Regions from separate parts of the Pan troglodytes genome. Here region 1 is linked to region 2. A link is a contact called in public HiChIP or PLAC-seq data. All regions are on one chromosome and are shown on one strand. Each heading gives the region's core, a stretch centred on a gene start, on an enhancer-like site or on the middle of the called end of the contact. The rest is flanking DNA. Distances are from core to core; before and after follow the strand shown.

The links. HiChIP or PLAC-seq counts read pairs in DNA pulled down with a chosen protein or histone mark.
Region 1: a contact with region 2 is called in an H3K4me3 HiChIP or PLAC-seq map of stem cell-derived excitatory neurons, with 6 times the contacts expected there. The contact joins the promoter of TIMM22 here to the promoter of TLCD3A in region 2. A contact is called at or near these places in 1 of 7 Hi-C or Micro-C datasets (induced pluripotent stem cells) and 1 of 1 datasets of contacts at active chromatin or transcription factors (stem cell-derived excitatory neurons).

Annotation. Positions count from the first base shown.
Region 1 is chr19:11,466,042-11,469,903 of NHGRI_mPanTro3-v2.0_pri, forward strand. It overlaps TIMM22 (translocase of inner mitochondrial membrane 22), which reads left to right and starts at 1,962. Exons shown (of 4, transcript XM_001153337.8): 1 at 1,962-2,583. The coding sequence starts at 2,346.
Region 2 is chr19:11,204,368-11,207,981 of NHGRI_mPanTro3-v2.0_pri, forward strand. TLCD3A (TLC domain containing 3A) reads left to right here and starts at 1,917. Exons shown (of 5, transcript XM_016931108.4): 1 at 1,917-2,313; 2 at 2,645-2,728. The coding sequence starts at 2,192. VPS53 (VPS53 subunit of GARP complex) reads right to left here and starts at 1,801. Exons shown (of 26, transcript XR_010152741.1): 1 at 1,729-1,801.

The DNA.
Region 1 (3,862 bases), core at 712-3,211, 260 kb after region 2:
CCCAGCCAAGACCCTTAAAAGAAGGACACTTCACTTCCTCTTACAACTCAGACATACCTGTGAGGCTCCTGGGCTATGGAACACCCCAGCCCTTTCGCAGCCCTTGATGGAAATTGTTTTTCAGCCCTCTGAATAAAATGACCACTGTTTACTTAGAGTAATCTTTTTTTTTTCTTTTTTTTGAGACAGGGTCTCGTTCCCTCGTCCATGCTGGAGTGCAGTGGCACGATCATGACTCACTGCAGTCTCAACTTCCCAGACTCAAGCAATTTTCCTGCCTCAGCCTCCCAAAGTGCTGGGATTACAGGTGTGAGCCACCGTGCCCAGCAGAGGAATCTTTTCCAATCAACATCTTCTGAGAGTCCCTGGCCCAAGTAGGCAGATGCTTGCTACGGCACTGCCTTCAGGCCATTAGCAAAAAGTGTGCTTAAATGCCCAGAGGTGTTCCCAGGCCACGTTTTGTTCATACGAGGAGTACAAAATGATGCCAAAGTGTTAGCATTCTTGGGACTGAAAACCTCTCTCCAACATCCCCTAGGATTTTCCTGGATACGACCAGAAATCCATTCCCAATTTCTCTGCCTCCAGGCCCCAATTCTGGTTTCCTCAAAGAGGAGGAAGTGTTCTTGGTTCCCAAAATATGCTTGCGGTGCAGTGGTATAATGGTAAATGTTTAACAACAATAACAAAAAGGCCCTAACTGGCCGGGCGCAGTGACTCACGCCTGGAATCCCAGCACTTTGGGAGGCCGAGGCGGGTGGGTCACCTGAGGTCAGGAGTTTGAGACCAGCCTGACCAACATGGTGAAACCTTGTCTCTACTAAAAATACAAAAATTAGCCGGGCATGGTGGCATGTGCCTGTAATCCCAGCTAGTCAGGAGGCTGAGGCAGGAGAATCGCTCAAACCCGGGAGGTGGAGGTTGCAGTGAGCGGAGATTGCACCACTGCACTCCAGCCTGGGTGACAGAGCAAGACTCTGTCTCAAAAGAATAATTTTAAAAAGTAAGGCAACAAATTATCAGGAGTTTTTGAGCTGGTTGTTAAGCAGGGTTATTATTAAAAATTACATTCTATACATTTATAATAAATTACACTAAAAATAGGTAATATGTGCTCAAAACTCATCCCCTCCTAAAAATTTTACTACACTGTACTCCTATCTATGCTGTTGAGGTTATTTCCATAGATTGTATCTGTGTGATAGAAACACCATGTAACCACATGCTGCTGTACGTCTTCCCAATTCTGACTGATGACCTCGCTTGGTAGTTTGAAATCAGCCATGATGGGGATATTAACACCACACAAGTCAGCAAATGCTGTCAGTTAGGATCTTTTTTTTTTTTTTTTTTTTTTTTTTTTTTTTTTTTTGAGACGGAGTCTTGCTCTTGTCGCCCAGGCTGGAGTGCGATGGTGCGATCTTGGCTCACTGCAACCTCCGCCTCCCGGGTTTAAGAGATTCTCCTGTCTCAGCCTCCCGAGTAACTGAGATTACAGGCGCCTGCCACCACCTGGCTAATTTTTATATTTTTAGTAGAGACGGGGTTTCCTGCTTCAGCCTCCTAAGTAGCTGAGAATACAGGCGTGCACCACCATGCCCAGCTAATTTTTGTATTTTTTTTTTTTTTTTTTTTTAGTAGAGATGGGGTTTCACCATGTTTGTCAGACTGGTCTCGAACTCCTGACCTCGTGATCCACCGGCCTCGGCCTCCCACAGTGCTGGATGACAGGCGTGAGCCCCCGCGCCCGGTCCGTGCATTTACAGCACAAGTTCACGCTTATCTACAAAGCATCTACCTCTCACCGCACCTTCCGGGACCACAGGATTTAACGCCTCACCGCCCGATGACAGCACGAGGCGGAAAGGGCAGCGACAATGCTCGCGCGTCCCCTCCCGGCGATCCGGAGCAAGGCAGCCCCGGAGCGCGCGGCCACTCCTCGCTCCCCTCAGGAGCTCGTAAGAGCCCCGCGCGGGGCCGAGGCGCGAGAGCACGCGCAACGCTTCCTGGGAAATGTAGTTGGATGTCGGATTAGAACTACAAATCCCGGTACTCACCGCGCTGCAGCCCCGACCGTGCGGGCGCTTTCTGGTGAATCTGAATCTCGTTTGTCTGTGACATGGGGAAAGCTGTCCAAGCCCAATTCCATTTTCACAGGAGGCTTTCTTTTTGGAAACATGATAGCGGTCTCGCTGGTGTGCGCACGACGAGCGTTGCGGCCGCGGCTTCCTCCTGCGGCGAATCTGCCGTTGCGTCACAGTGGCTAGTCTCAGGGCCCGCAACGTGACGCTTGTCGAATCTGCTGCGGGGAGAAGGACGCGAGGGTTGCTTGGGCAGCGACTGTCATGGCGGCGGCCGCCCCCAATGCCGGGGGATCGGCCCCTGAGGCAGCGGGTTCCGCCGAAGCTCCGCTGCAGTACAGCCTTCTCCTGCAGTACCTGGTGGGTGACAAGCGTCAGCCCCGGCTCCTGGAGCCTGGGAGCCTGGGCGGGATCCCAAGTCCAGCCAAGAGTGAGGAGCAGAAGATGATCGAGAAGGCGATGGAAAGCTGCGCTTTCAAGGCTGCGCTGGCCTGCGTGGGAGGTGAGGCCGGGCGATGGGACCCTTGGGAGGCTGAGGGCCTGGACGGCAGTGGGGGTCTCTGCCGAGAAGACCACGCGCCTGGGAGGCGAGGGACTGCGGGCCTTGACCTTGACCACACCCTCGCCTCGTTCGTGAATCGGGCGTCACCTCTCCTGCCCCCTCAGGTCGGCTTTCCTGATGAAAATTGGGTCAGAGAATCGGTGCTGTGGTTGGGGCCTGAAAGTTATTACATGACATCCTGGCTAACACGGTGAAACCCCGTCTCTACTAAAAATACAAAAAATTAGCCGGACGTGGTGGCGGGCGCCTGTAGTCCCAGCTATTCGGGAGGTTGAGGCAGGAGAATCGCTTGAACCCAGGAGACGGAGCTTGCAGTGAGCCGAGATCGCGCCACTGCACTCCAGCCTGGGCGACAGAGCGAGACTCCGTCTCAACAACAACAACAAAAAGTTATTACGTGGGTGACTTCATTCATCCGTTCATTCCCTTAAATTCACTCATTCTCTTAAATAATTCTTTCAACAAATTGCTCCTAAGCAATATCACGTGCCAGGTGAAAGAGACAAGAGCCTGGTCTTCATGGGGCCTGTATTATACTATGTGGAGAAGAATGTTGAGCAGGAACACTGCAGAGGAAGGATGCAGACATATAGAAATGCACATGCAGACGACTCTAGGGCAGCGGTTGAGGTTTGAAAAACTGAAAGACCATTGTGACTAGACAGCCCCGAGCAAGGAGAGATGAAGTCTGCACTTGTCCTTCTGTTTTTCCCTTAAGTTGAAGGGGAGGTGCCCATGATTTTATTAAACTCATATTGACCATGAGATCATGAGAGGGCATCCATCTGGACATGTCCAGCCGGCTCAGGAAGGACAGATGTGGCAGCAGTGTGGGATTTGCCATTAGGTAGCTGTGTGGCCTTGGGAGAAGTTGCTTAACCTCTCTGAGCCTCAGTTTATAGAAAGGAGAGGCTAATAGCATCTGTCTCACTGGATTATTGTGAAGAATGAATGAGGCTGTGGCATACTGGCATGTGGTGCTCAGTAAAGCATTACTGTGAATGTCACAGTGGCCAAGAGAGTGATTTGCAAAGTTGATAGCTGAAGTTGAGGGTGGCTGGTTTACATATGAGAGAGTGTAGAGAGAATAGAGGGTTAAAGATGGAATCTTGAGAAATGTTAGGGAATGACAGGAGGAAGAAATCTTAGAGACAGAGAAGATGATGTCAGTAACATAGACCCTGGATTGTGCAAAACCCTCCACCAGGCAAGTGGAGAG
Region 2 (3,614 bases), core at 667-3,166:
ATAAAGATGCCTTACAGCTTCTTGTGTAGGGGGAGACTGGTTCCCACCACTTAAAGGTGCGAGCATACTCAGTGCCAAGCTGCTGCTCCCTTTAAGGAGGGAAGGCAGGGAGGACTTGTAACCACCTGTCACTCTCTGGAAACGCTGGCGCTGGAGGTCACTGTGATAAATGCTTAGGAAAGAGACAGTGGACTGCACAGAGTCGTTTTCCTGGAGAGAATGGAGATTCACAGGTAGCTGGTTTTGTCCACAAGCAAATGTGAAAATAAAGAGAGCGTCGCATTTGTCAGATACCTTGGGACCAACCTGAAGTGGCTTTCTCCTTTCACTGAGAATGTCAGCAGTGAATTTGGCAGTTAGAGATGTTGCCCTAAGTGGATGAAGTTTGAGGCTTTTCTTGAGGCTGTCTGCCACCTTCCTGTTGGCTAAGTCCCTTTTCTTAACCACCTATAGGAAGATGTTAGAGGCTACATTCATTCCAAAAGGTCACAGCCTAGTAACTGATACTACCGCTGAAGGAAAACTATCTTTTAAACCTGAGAAACATCTTCAGACTCCATCATGAATGAATCCAAATTGAAAAAAACAAAAGCTGTGCTCAGTCTACACCAGTTCCTACATCACTAACTGCCGTGTTAAAGTAATTTAACTGGCACCTAACAGAAATCATCTGCCACTTTGTAAAAGTCATAGACTCATAAGAATCTAGAGCTGGAAGACCGTTAAAGAGCTAGTGATCCAGCCTCCCTCTCATTTCACGGACCAGCAAATCGTGGCCCACAGAGCCGAGCCCAGCTGTTCCGAAGTCCTCATACGGGATTTTGGTCGGCATTTTGCACGACGGTGATCTGAGGAGACCTTTCATTTGTAGTAACATAAATCAACTGTATTTCCCACCCCCTACATTTGTTAGCTGAGGAAGATACAGACCAAAGCAAAATAAAGCTGGAAGTTCCTAAAGGACAGAAGCCAATGATACTGAAATTCCTGTCTTCATCCATGTGATTGGTGCTTGGCACAAATGAAATGTATTCCAATTCATTCAAGTTTAGACGCCTGTCCCGATAACTGTTTTTTTTTTTTTTTTTTTTTTTTTTTTTGAGACAGAGTCCCGCTCCGTGGCCCAGGCTGGAGTGCAGTGGCGTGATCTCGGCTCACTGCAAGTCCGCCTCCCGGTTTCAAGCGATTCTCCTGCCTCAGCCTCCAGAGTAGCTGGGATTACAGACATGCACCACCACACCTGGCTAATTTTGTATTTTTAGTAGAGACGGGGTTTCACCATGGTGGTCAGGCTGGTCTCGAACTCCTGACGTCAAGTTATCTGCCCGCCTCGGCCTCCCCAAGTGCTGGGGTTACAGGCGCGCCCGACCCCGATACTTTTAAACAACGACACGTTGTGAACAACACCACAGTCACTAAGCCTCTGGATGGTGTCTCCGGATAGATCCAAAGCCGAGAGGCAGTAAGAGCCTGCAGCCTCCACAGTCCGCCTCCTGGTGCAGGTGGAGAGGGGCTGCTGGAGGCCCCTGGACCTCACGCTTCCTGAGAGCCACCCCGGAGCGGCTGCAGCCGCTGGCGGGACCGGGAAAAGCATCTCGGCCACATCCTGAGGCCTCCCACCGAGAAGCACCAGGGCTTGGTGGACGAGGCCCGGCGAACCCAGGGCCACACGCCGCCTCCCCCCTTCCTTCCCCGCGGGCCTCGCCCCACCCCGGAGGGGGTTCCTACCTGGCTTCCTCGGCCCCGCGCCCACCCCGCCCCTTCGCCCGGGGCCGGCGAGAAGAGCAGGTCGGGGAGGGGCGCGTCCGCTGACGGAACAGAAGCCGGGAGCCGCGGCCCTTCCCGCCTCCGCCTGGGCCCCGCGGCCGCTCGGGAGGGAGCGGCGGACTCGGAACTCGCGCGCGCCGCGGCCCCGGCCACAGCCGCCGCCTCGGTCCCCGCCTCCGCCCACCCGCCCGCCGGGGACGCCGGGGAACCCTCCGGGCCCAGGGACCGCGAGAGACCCCGCCCCGCCCTATCGCGGCCGCCGGGCCTGGTCACGCGCAGAGCCGCGCCGCGGGATCGGGGCCAGCGCCGCGCGGAGGCGGGACGGGGACAGGGGCGGAGGGTTGAAATCGCGCGGCCGGGCCGGGGCGCGCCGAGCCGAACCCAGCCACGCGGCGCCAGCGAGGCGGCCGGACCCGCAGCCCCGATGCTGCTGACGCTGGCCGGGGGCGCGCTCTTCTTCCCGGGGCTCTTCGCGCTCTGCACCTGGGCGCTGCGCCGCTCCCAGCCCGGATGGAGCCGCACCGACTGCGTGATGATCAGCACCAGGTACCGGCGCCGCCGAGACGCCCCCCGAGGCCCGGGGCGCTGCCCACCCCACCCCACCCGGCCGCGGGGCCCAGGGCGGAAAAGGGGGGCGGCAGGAAGCCAGGGGGCTGCTCCCTCCGCGTCCCGGCGGCCCGAGTTCCCGAAGCCCCTCCGCGTCCTCCCCTGGCGGGAGCGGGGCCGGGGCGGGCGGGAATGGCCGATGAGCCTCCGGAGCCCGCTCCCCACATCTGCCGGCGGCTGGGGAGAGTCAGGCCGAAGGGCTGGGCTGGGCTCTCTGCGGTCCTCGGACCGGACTGAGCGCGCGCGCCGTTTTCCTCTCCGCCCGCGCTAGGCTGGTTTCCTCGGTGCACGCCGTGCTGGCCACCGGCTCGGGGATCGTCATCATTCGCTCCTGCAACGACGTGATCACCGGCAGGTAAGAGCCCGGGCCGGGGGCTTGTTGCAAATGTCACATTTCAGTAGCTCGCAGGCTCTGGCTCTCGCAGCACACGCGCTCAGAAAGCTGACTAATGGGAAAAGCTGGCACCACAATGGGCTCCTTCTTCCTCTCCGGAGTCTTCGAGCACCCCCAGCTTAGGAGAAAGTCCACGGAAATGAGGGAGGACGACAGAGTCGGAGTCTGATTTCAGGTGGTGTGAGCCAGGGATCCAGGTCCTTCATGGAAGAGATAAGCGTGGAAGCATTTACGACTGGGAGTGTGGCTTCTGATTCTTGCAGTCGGCTTCACTGGGTTCTCACTCTGGAGCATCATTGGCTAATAGACGTCCAGTGTGGTTAGCAGAGCCCCCCCATGGAAAGGAACCAACCCACCACCCCTTTCCACGCAAACGCCGCTCTTGTTTTTCCTGCAGATTTGCTAAAGGTGATTGAGAGGTTCCCAGCGCTTAGAACACGGACTTGTACGTCTATCAGAGCTCAGTCCAGAGGCAGGTCAGGAAATGTGCAGCTATCTGCAGTTCCAGTGAAACAAATCATAAATTAAGACCAGAATAGTCGACTTTGTACAGTAGTTAGACCTGGACAATGGTGGTGCTTTTATTTTTTTATTTCAAGCCTTTTTTTCCCCACCGGTCTTGCTAGAATCACACTCACTTTCTCCCAAGTTGAAGGACCACAGTCGGATGTGCAGGAAGTTGAACGGCCTTTCCAGGCCCTGCTCTCCTGTGGGCTCTGCCAAGTCCTGCTTCTCACCTGCTGAGACTGAACTGCGAGGGGCCTGAGCAGGCCGTCCGTCTCACTCTAGCCTGCGGTCTTACTTGGGATCAATCCTGCGGTCATGATTTTTGTGCTTTCCTTCTGCC